Linked DNA regions of Macaca mulatta: regions 1 and 2 are each linked to region 3. A link is a contact called in public Hi-C data. All regions are on one chromosome and are shown on one strand. The core of a region is the stretch at or near the end of the contact, and the rest is flanking DNA. Distances in the headings are between cores, read along the strand shown. Region 1 has its middle 290 kb from the start of SALL1. Region 2 has its middle 370 kb from the start of SALL1. Region 3 holds the start of SALL1 (spalt like transcription factor 1).

Region 1 (3,590 bases), core at 645-3,144, 290 kb after region 3:
GAAGGATTTTGTGAAGATCAAAATGAAGTAATTAATATAAAGCAAAAAAAAAAAAAAAAAAAAAAAAGAACGAGGCATACTGTAAGCTCTCAGGAAAGAGTCACTACTATTATTAGTTTTGCTATCAGAAAATACCCAACAAAACAAAACTGGCTCAACATATCTTTATCTTTTATGTTTCAGAGAACATACTGGGATCATCCTGAGGAGCTTCAGTTATCACTGTTTGAAAGAAGTTCAGAGGGACTGGGAAATCAAAATTTCTGCCCTTAAGAAACAACACAATGGCACAGAAAATTAAGCTTAAAAACTTGTTACAAAATGCTAAGTAGAGGAGAATGAAAGAAAAGCAAAAGCAGAGAGACCGAATCACAGGCTCAGGTGTCTTAGCAAGGACAGAATGATGTCTAAGGTCTGGAAGAATCGGTGACCTCAAAGGTTCTGCAGTGCCCATATTGCAGAAATGGTGCTTTGAGAGAAGGCCTCTGTCTGGGACATGAGATGAGGCATCTCCAAATGAAGTTTTCAGGCCCAGCCCCCATCTCCCCTCATCTTTTGCTGGTGATATAGATGCATCATGGACATCAGAAATCTTGATTCTCTAGGAATTCTTCTTCTTCTTCTTCTTCTTCTTCTTCTTCTTCTTCTTTTTTTTTTTTTTTGGTGGAGTCTCGCTCTGTCGCCCAGGCTGGCTTGCAGTGGCATGATCTCAGCTCACCTCCGCCTCCCGGGTTCAAGTGATTCTCCTGCCTCAGTCTGCCGAGTAGCTGGGATTACAGGGGCCCACCACCATGCCTGACTAACGTTTCTATTTTTCGTAGTAGAGATGGGGCTTCGCCTGTTGGCCAAGCTGGTCTTGAACTTCTGACCTCGTGATCCACCCCCTTGGCCTCCCATAGAGCTGGGATTACAGGCATGAGCCACCACACCCAGCCCTTAGGATTTCTTTTTAAATGTTTCTCTGTAAGGCCCAGAATCTTTTTCTGCTCTACAAAGTCATTCTACATTAATATCAAAATCAAAGAGAACCTTGCCATTCTAAGACCTCAGGATCCTTCTTTCTGTGCCTTGACAACCTCCAATCTTATTTTAAAACTAAGGGAGAATTTGGCACTTTGCTTTACAGTTTTGAACCTTCCTGCTCTTCTAATGGGCTCTTTCTTTCCCTCACAGACAGGGCTGCTCTTGCCTTGCTCATGGGGAAAGACCAAATCGCTTTCTTTGTTTTCTCCCCGGGGCAAACAGCATCCTGCCCCGTCCACCTGTTCTCTCCCTGTGGCCCCTAAGGTCTCAGAGTTTGGTGTCTTGTATACGTTGCCTTAGAGAACAAAAGACACACTTTATTGAAATGTCATATGTCAGCCGCGTCCTTCGATTCTATTAAAACCCTTTCTTTCTTTCCTCTTTCTTTTTTTTTTTTTTCTTTTTGAAAACATTATGGGGGAGAAAGGAGAGAAAAGGATTGGGGAGAGCAGCCCACAAAAAAAAAAAAAAACCCAGCAAACCCGAGCCCCACTTTGGGGAGTTGAAACATCTGCACTTTCTCAGCAGTTTGAAAGGAAACAAAAAATTGCCAAGTGGTATAAAATTTGAAGAAAAATTACCCAAAGGAGGAATGGACGTTAACCACGCTTCAATTCCCCACTATGGGTTGACATTTGAAGTACTTTCTTCTCCCCTCTTTCTTTCTGATTCACAGTGTGTCTAAAGAGGTGAATTGGGCACACAAAACCCAACCTCCTCTTGCCAGGGTGGGTATGAAATATGAAAGCTAGACGATTGTCTGGGCTCAGTGCATTGGAATAACATTGGTTAAATTATGGATAGTTTTTGAATAGTGTCACTTTTTTTTTCTCTGCAGATGGTTGTTCACACAAGGAGCCGGGTCTGCATAATTGTATCACTAATCAGCAGTAAGGCAATTAGTTGTGTAAGTGTGCTATAATCATTCTAACAGAAGAGATGACGAAAAGACAAAAAAAAGGAGGGGGGGGACCAAAATGTCTTTTCTGAATCCATCAACTGACAGCCATAATTAGATATATATAATTGAAAATTCCACAGTAGGGGGGCCAGCTTGTACAAATGAATTTTCTCTGCTGCCCTTATGCATTTTTGTCTGTGGTTGAGTATCCCCCTTAGGAAAAGGCAGAAAACTCGTCATTCCAAAAGAGTGTGTACTGTACTGGGTATTCTTTCAGGCCAATGATGTCAGAATAACAATTTTTTTTTTTGGTGTGGGGGTGGGCATGGGCTGCGGGACCTGGAGGTTAGTCTGCTGTGAAGACCAGGGCTTCACGCAAGCTGATATGAAACGCCTTGCTGTGTCGTCGTTACTGTTATTTTGAACCCATCCTTCACTGGCCTCATGGCCTTCTTTTGGCTCATAAAGGGACATTCCAGGCAGGGCCAACTTATCCACTGGGCACAGGAGGCAGGATGTCTTAGGGACTACCATACTTCAAGGGGCCCACTAGAATGTTACCGTTTTAATTTCTTTTATTTTTTTTATTATTATTTTTTGAGACAAAGTATGGCTCTTGTACCCTAGGCTGGAGTGCAATGGTGCGATCTCGGCTCACTGCAACCTCTGTCTCCCGGCTTCAAGCAATTCTCCTGCCTCAGCCTCCTGAGTAGCTGGGATTACAGGTGCCCACCACCATGCCCGGCTAATTTTTGTATTTTTAGTAGAGACGGGATTTCACCACGTTGGCCAGGCAGGTCTCGAACTCCTGACCTCAGGTGATCCGCCCACCTCAGCTTCCCAAAGTGTTGGGAATACAGGTGTGAGCCACTGCACCTGGCTTAATTTCTTTTAAAAGTCAAAATAAAATAACTATAATAAAAATAAATCTAGCCTGCATTATAGTCACCTTTATGCCAATGCACTTATAAAATATAATTTTTCATATATTTTTTACGGAGAATAGGGCCCAGGACAACAAAACTGCTATGGCCCATTAAAGTTCTAATAGAGTCTTGATTCTGGGCTAAGGTGTAGTCCTCTATGGAAGTGAGAAAAAGTGGGGTTTGAGTGAGCTCCCTCACAACAAAATATTTTATCCTCAGTTTTTATAGGAAAGAGGGGGCTTTATTTTACCAATGCCTGATGATCAAAACCTATAATTACATTTGGGTTAAAAATTCTTAAGTACCTATGAGTTTGTGGAAACTGCAGAAATGCTTAGCACTGAATTAATCAGACTATAGGTCTCCCATCACACTAGAAATCTTCTTTTTAAATTGGAAGTGCATTCTCCCAACCTCTCTCTCTCTCCTTTTGAATCCACCAACTCTTCTATAATTTAATTGGACAAATCTTAACTGTGATTTTTTTCCCCTCCCAAAGAGGTGGCACGTTGCGGCCAAAGCTTGTTAATTAAGTTCTTTAAATGCCCCCAGCTGTGCAATAAGTTTTCAAAGCAACACAACTGCAAATTTATTTATTTATTTTTTTAACATTTGGCGGCTAGTTTTCAATCATGTATTATTCCCCCCTCCTTTTTTTTCAGGATGAGAAAAACCGGAATAATCTCTGGGAGAATTCCCATGCATTGTGGAATCTTGGACAGACAGTCAAACTGGAGGTG
Region 2 (3,423 bases), core at 394-2,893, 370 kb after region 3:
TGTATGGTTGATTCAACTGGCTTATTAGAAACATGGCCCTGATAAGAACTGACTGGAAAGAGGCAAGAAGGGAGCTGGGAGAGTTTGTAAGATGTTGTTCGAATAATTTAAGGAGATACTTCATATTCTTAACCCTATCTCATCCCCTGTTAGACCCAGTTCCAACATTCTACCAAACTAGTTCTCTTTTGTGTTTTACTAAAGATCACTATCTTTCAACTTCACCCTCTCTAAGGACTGTTTCCAAATCCTCTGACATCTCTCACCTACTCTGGTCCTTTTTTAGTTCTCTCTAATTATTTTCTCCTTGTATTTTATTTTTACACCTAAATGCCCAATTTTCAACTGTCATTGAATAAGAATTAGGAACACGCTACATTAAAAAATAACTTATCGGTATATCAAACCTTCTGGCAAACATTAGGGCTTGGCTATTGCCATTTCTTTTCTTTCTACTTAAGGAAACATTTCCCCCACCTCCTTGCTGCTGACATATATATATTTATTTCAGAAATGCAGCCCTCAGGTTGTTCTTCTGCACTCTTTGAAGTCACTGTGAATTGCATGAAACTAGTTTGATGGCAAAGTGCCAGGATAATTTAAACAACTTGTGAGAGAGGATATTACCATTTTTTTTTTTTGCCATTTTAAATTTCCCAAGGCCATCCCATGGAGTGGGGGGAAAAGGTATTGATTAGTGATGACTGTCCTTCAATGTGGGTGCTCACACTCCCAAATCGCGGTGTAAAATTCATGAGAACTAGGACAGCTCTCTCTACCCTAGAATCAAAACTTTAAGATCATCATATTTACTCAATGACTTTGAAAGTAAAGGGATAGGGATAAGTGAAAAAAATAAAGTTTTGAAGAAACTGTCTTCCTTTGATTTCAGCAAAACAATGCTCTTATTATATTACACAATATATATGTAATAATATGCAATATATAATACCTAATGGGCAATTATTTAGAGGGTGTTGGATTCTTTGTTGACTGTGTTGTGAAGCTATTTTTTTGTTTCTTTTTCTTCTTCTATGTCTTCAACTTTTTTCCTCTCTTTGCCTTTCTTTCCCATTTTGAAAAACAGAGCAGGCATCTACCTTAAAGAGGCTAAATGCCCAAACTTCTGTGCCCTTGGTACATAGTTGTGGGATTCATGTTACATCACACTGGGCGATGTATGTGTCTGTTTGGGGCAGGACACATTTTTCTGTTGAATCACGGCTTGCATCTGGTCCCTTTGCCATGCACCAACTTTTGCATTTTTTAAAGATGGCAAATAAATAATTTCTTTCAGATTGGATAAAAAATGGGCTATGGTCTTTGGAAGTAGAAGACTTCCAGATAATTCCATGTTTGTACTATAAACTATACCAGTCAATTGCACATTCAGGTTTAGATTTGGGCCAGATTTATGCCCCTGAGAAAGTTCTATTTTTGCATGATTTAGACAAAAAAATGTGTCTGAACAGCATTACCCCGCCTAATTTATATGAAACTGTGATTCTGCCACCTGGAGTTTCGGGTCTGCTCTGTGAGACGTGTCTGGTATGTGACTAAAGGACCAAGCAAGGAGGAGGCGGCGAGGGGGAAGAGAGAGTCCGCTTAAAAGGGAGACGGCCATCCCAGCCAACTGAATGGGGCGTGCACAACCAGCTGGGAGGGAGGCCTCTTCATTGTGTTTCATTATTGGCTCTTGTGTACAACCAGAAAGGCACCCCCCTCCTCGGGGCATGCTTGGTTGCTACGATCTGTTCCTGGGGGATGGTGTGCATCCCGAATGGCATCCCCCTCCTCGCCAGACAGGCTTGGGTAGCTCAATTACCCAAGCAGCATTTTGATACCAGACACTTCCAAGTTCCACCTGCATCTCAGCCTGTGTAAAAAAAGACAAGCTGAGCAGCTCTCCCATCACCACGCTTGGGGAATATCTGCAGGAGAACTCGCTCCCCTCTAGACAAATATTGCTCATCTCTTCCTAAACAAGAGATTGCAAAGTGATTTGGTTTTGCCTTGCTTTTAACTGTCAACATCCTCTTCTAAGGCTCCAGGGGTTCTTAGTTTGCTGCTCTAACAAGTTAGGGTTATGCACTTCCTCATGGCATGGAAACTGGCCCTCCCTGGTCTGTGCATTTCACAGTCATTGGAGGCCTCTGCAAAGGTTTGGCAAATATTTTTTGAGCATTGGCTTCATGGCAGGCACTTGTCTGGGGATAAATTGCCAGGGATGTAGTACTGTGATGAACAAGACAGACATGAGCAACAGGAAGGCTTGCAGTGTAGTGGAAAAGAGGACCATGAATTTAATACTCACATAAATATATAGACAGATAAGTGAAAAGGACAGTCTACAATAAGGGTTTGCCTTACTTGGAAGTGGATGGGGCAGGGCAGAATTGAAGAGTTTCCTAAGGAGGGCCCATGTGAGCTGAGAACTGAGGGGTGAACAAAAAAGTCTGAAATGCCAGTCTGGGAAGGAAGCAGGGATATCCACTAGCTCAAGAGAGGCACTTTTTTTTTTTTTTTTTTTTTTTTTTTTGAGACGGAGTCTTGCTATGTCACTCAGGCTGGAGTGCAATGGCACGATCTCAGCTCACTGCAACCTCCGCCTCCTGGGCTCAAGCGATTCTCCTGCCTCAGCCTCCTGAGTAGCTGGGATTACAAGCACCCACAACCACGCTCAGCTAATTTTTGTATTTTTAGTAGAGATGTGGTTTCACCATGTTGGCCAGGCTGGTCTTGAACTCCTGACCTCATGATCCGCCCACCTCGGCCTCCCAAAGTGTTGGGACTACAGGCGTGAGCCACCGTGCCTGGCCAAGAGGGGCACTTTTTAACTGGGTAGGGACACTGACTTACCCAAGGCACTCAGCAAGCCAGTGGTGGGGTCACAGCAAGACTCCCTGCAGTCAAGGAAGATGCTTAAACACAAGGACTCTTCATCAAAAGGAGCTAGGGCTGACACACTGCGGAATGTCTCATCCCTTAATCTCTGTGTCTTCATTTCCTCACCTGTGGCGTGAGGATGATAGCAACCACTCCACACAGGAAAGTTTTGAGATAGAATAAGTATGCAATGTGCTTGAGCACAAAAAATATTAGCTGTTACAGTCATTCATTCTTATTTCGTCTTTGGAAGCAACTCTATAAGACTGAAAGAAAGAGAAGTACCACCTCCCCAAATACTGGCCCATAAATCTTTTATTTTAAAAGACAAAGAAAGAGCCACAGAGGTCACCCCATCACACATGCATGGATCCATTCAAAATATTTATTTATTAAGTTCTTACTATGGTAAAGGCATTATTCAAGGTGGTAGGAGAGAGAAAGGAGACTGTGAAATAGGTCCCTATCCTCAGGGTCAGATTACCTGTTTGAGGAGCTCCCAAGTTTCAGAAAATCAGTTGTGAGGGCTGAGACATC
Region 3 (3,588 bases), core at 649-3,148:
GGTTCAGGGGCTCTTTTCAGCGGACTGAGAAATCGCAGAGGCCATGGGTAAGGATTCAAGCTTGAGGAAATACTGGGGGCCGGGAGGAGGGTTATTGTAAAGCATTTTCTTAATTGATTTCAAGTCCCCCATTTTTTTACAGGAACCCCAAGTCAGGACTCCCCTTTCCCGACAGCAGGGGTAAAGGGAGCGGGGGTCCCTTCGCTTCACTGTGCCCCAGCTCTACCGAGAGGCAGGCCTCTGAGAAACGAGCCGGGGACCTGGGGGCCCGGGCGGCCGCAGCTTAGTGGGCTGAGGTGTCGATCAGGGGCACGCTTCGGAGCTCTGTCGGGGCCCAGCTCCCTCCTCCACACCCCAAAATGCCGCCTAGGACGTGGGCATCCCGAGCGGCATCCAGAGCCGCTGAGAACCCGCCGAGGTTGCTCCTTGTCCGTTCTCCCGCAGCCGAGAGGCCAGCATCGCGCCGGGACGACCCGGGGACCCGAGCCCGGGCGCCGCTGCATTGCCTCGGGTGCTAGGCCTGGGAGCTTTGAGGCCGGTACAGTGAAACACCTTTAGGAGCAAGGAGGGATTCCAGGTGTCCTCCCTCTGTACCCCAACTCCCTGCCCGGATATCTTCCACCCTTTGCCAGAGCTCCCACACACAAACTTTGTTCTGGACTTGTTCAGCCCCTTCGGGACCCACAGTTGTCGCCTCCATGGGGGAAAGCGAGTGCCCCTGTTTCAGGGGGGATTCCACTCTGGCTGGTCACCCGCAAACCTGAAAAACTATCCTACGACTTCTTCCCCGACCCCCCTGGAAGTAGGGGGCACCACGATCCGCAGAGGGCGCATACAGACCGTAAAGATTTTGGGGGGCAGAGGGTGCAATTGTTGGGGGAAGAGATGCGGAGATAAACTTTGCGAGCCAGACCCCGACACTTCCCCCGTCCGTTTGCACCGTCTCCGGAACAACTGGCGGCCAGCGGCACTCTCCACCCCGGCCGCGACCCCAGCAGGTCAGGCGCGGGCGCCCCGACACCAGTACCCATCTTCTTGCAGCTCTGAACCTCCAAAGGCACCCCGTTCTAGCGCGGGCCGAGGGGGAGTGTGCGCGTGGGGCGGGGAGTGGGGGTGCAGCGAGCTCCCCCACGCTCGGAGTTCAGCCCAGCGCCCGAAGTAAACTTCCTTCCCGCTGGCAGCAGGGCCGGGAGGCGGAGGCCGGGCCGGGGGCCCCGGGGCGCGGCGCGGGGAGCGCCAGGGGCCCCTTGCGGTCCGGCGGGGACGACCTCCGCCAGCACCCACGCCTCATGGGGCTCCCGGGTCCCGGCGGTGGCTGGGATCCCCGGAAAAGCCGGGACGGAGAAGCCAGGCCGGCATGCCCGCCCTCCTTCCCCCGGGAGGACCCAACAACTCCGGAAAGATCCTGCCGGGAGATGTGCTCGCTTTCGCCGGGGCAGCGGGGGAAAGCCCAGCAAAGGCAAATTGAAAATTAAAAAGAAAAAAAAAAAATTACGCCGAGTGGAAGAAGCAATCGGGGCCGCGGCGGCGGCGAGGTAGGGGGCGCGGGGGCCAGCCGCGTGTGCGTGGATCCGAGTGTGCGTGAATGTGAGTGTGTGTGTGTGTGTCCACGGCGCGGGCCGGAGCACTCACCATCTCGCCGGGGGAGCGAGGCCACTTCGGGGTCGGATTGGAAATGTTGAGGCTTCGCTTGCTTCCTCCGCGACATGCTGGCTCAAACATCAGCTGGGGCAGAATAAAAAATTACTAAAAAAAAATCTTCTCAAAATTACGGAAATCGAGCGGCGGCGGCGGCGGCGGCTCCCCCCGCCCGCCGGCCCGCCCGCCCCCTCCCCGGCTCCCCGGCCCCGGGCACAGCGCGCATGTGTCCTGCTATAATTATGATTATCAATAATGCATTGCGATTAATCATAGAGGGGCTCTTTGAAAGGCGATTGGCACCGGGCCAGCGCTATTCAAACCCGCTCGCCTTAATCAATTAGTTCGTGATTTGCTGCAGACCCCTGTCTCTCCGCGCGCTGGCCCAATAAGCCGGCCGCGGGGCTGGCTCTGCACGCCGCGCCGCCCGACACTGGGTTAACCCTCTTTGCGACCGCCCGGGACTCCGCGGCCAGGCCGCCGGGGGCCGGCCTCCTCTCCACTGCGGGCCCGGCGCCCCGGCCGGCGCCCCCCGCTCTCTCTCTCCTCTCCCTCTCCCCTCCCTCTTTCGCCCCCCTATCCCGGGCTGGGCCGACCCAAATTAGCATGCCCTCCCCGGAATTGAGCCGCCCCGGTGGGGGGTGGGGCCGGGCGGCGGGGGCTGGGGACTCAGGCTGGCGGCGCGCTGCGAACTTCCCAACTCGGGCGCGAGGCGCGCCGGCCCGCGGGGGGAGGGAGTCCCGCGGCGGGATTTGGGGGGAGGGCGTCCCGTTTCGTGAGTGTTTCTTCGTTTCTTTAAGAGCTACCAGAAAGCAGCCCACCCCCACCCCCATAAAAAAAAAATAAGCGAGTGGGGAAGAGCCAGCCCCACGCCGGTCCGCCTCCCGCCCACGGCTCGGCCTCCCTCCCGCCTGGCTCGGCGCTCCTCAGCCCCGAGTTCTCCATCCCCTGGATCCCGGGCTCGCGGGGGCGCGGAGAAGAGGATCCAGGAAAGGTTTGGGAACCTGATGGGTTTGTGGCCGGGGGGAGGGGCAGTTCTCCCGCCACCCCATCCCCTCCCCGCCAGGGACCCTGATTCTCCAGCCTCTTGCTTGCTCCCTCGCTCCCTTTCTCTACCTCGGACATTCCCAGGACAATTAGGGCTGAAGTTTTCGGGAGAAGCAGCCCTGAGCCCGTGGGATAAGGGGGCGGCCCGGCTCCGCCCAGGACCCCTCCCGGACCTCCCCCCCGGCTGCCCCGGTTGGCTGCAGGGCGCGTCACTCCGCGGGGAGGCGGCGGCAGCGGTGGCGCCGCAGAGCCCCGGGCGGGCGGAGAGCGGGGACCGGCCTGGGCTGCGAGTTCAGCTCCGGCCGGGGGGAGGGGAGGGGCTGCAGCTCACCCTGAGCGCAGCAGCCCGCCCCGGCCTGGAGAGACACGGCCCGGCCGGACCGGGCACTGGACTGGGCCAGTCCCCGGGACCCCTGGGCACCCCGCCCTGGGGAGGGGGCTGCGCCCCAGCCTTCGGGGACGAGGTGGCGGCCCAGAGCCGGGAAACTGGGTTGGGGGGTGGCGGTGGGAAGGTGTTCTGTCCGAGGCTGCCTGGAGGCGCGGAAGCTCGCCTCCACTTTTCGGGCACTTGCCGAGCGCTTCGCCCAAACTTTTCGCTCTATCACCATCTCCCCGAAGCTGAGATGCAACCTCCCTTCTCGCACCCCAGGGCCCAGAGCCGGGAGCCCGATCCCTCTGCCGGGCTCAGGCGCCCGCGAACCTGAGACTCGGTACGCGGCTCAGCCTAGCTCTTTCCCCTCGCGCCTCTGGGTCTCCTCGCTCCAAGGTTCTCGAAGTCCTGCGCCCGAAGAACTAAACTAAACTTCGGCTGAGTAATGGGGGAGGAGGGGGGTGCAGATACACAATCCCTGCCCTATCTCGCGATCAGGAAAGGAGAGAGCTCATAAGGACGCCCCAATTTGC

The links. A called contact is a pair of places that touch in the nucleus more often than the background predicts.
Region 1: a Hi-C map of fetal cortex germinal zone shows a contact between it and region 3, with 2.7 times the contacts expected there. The contact joins the enhancer-like site here to the promoter of SALL1 in region 3. A contact is called at or near these places in 3 of 14 Hi-C or Micro-C datasets (cortical neurons, fetal cortex germinal zone and fetal cortical plate).
Region 2: a Hi-C map of fetal cortex germinal zone shows a contact between it and region 3, with 3 times the contacts expected there. The contact joins the enhancer-like site here to the promoter of SALL1 in region 3. A contact is called at or near these places in 4 of 14 Hi-C or Micro-C datasets (cortical neurons, fetal cortex germinal zone, fetal cortical plate and 1 more).

What each region holds. Positions count from the first base shown.
Region 1 is chr20:46,890,952-46,894,541 of T2T-MMU8v2.0, forward strand. No RefSeq gene overlaps it. Among named protein-coding and RNA genes, the nearest start is that of SALL1, 290 kb to the left of the region's middle. Within about 2 kb of position 1,895, at least 5 of the 40 cell types and tissues checked have an H3K27ac peak or open chromatin away from gene starts, as enhancers often do. A contact at or near this core is called in fetal cortex germinal zone, where this site is marked.
Region 2 is chr20:46,967,703-46,971,125 of T2T-MMU8v2.0, forward strand. No RefSeq gene overlaps it. Among named protein-coding and RNA genes, the nearest start is that of SALL1, 370 kb to the left of the region's middle. Within about 2 kb of position 1,644, at least 1 of the 40 cell types and tissues checked has an H3K27ac peak or open chromatin away from gene starts, as enhancers often do. A contact at or near this core is called in fetal cortex germinal zone, where this site is marked.
Region 3 is chr20:46,597,428-46,601,015 of T2T-MMU8v2.0, forward strand. It overlaps SALL1 (spalt like transcription factor 1), which reads right to left and starts at 1,899. Exons shown (of 3, transcript XM_015126115.3): 1 at 1,633-1,899. The coding sequence starts at 1,708. LOC106995014 (a long non-coding RNA gene) reads left to right here. Exons shown (of 2, transcript XR_013411595.1): 1 at 1-47; 2 at 143-1,069. It overlaps LOC144337940 (a long non-coding RNA gene), which reads left to right and starts at 2,049. Exons shown (of 2, transcript XR_013411593.1): 1 at 2,049-2,632.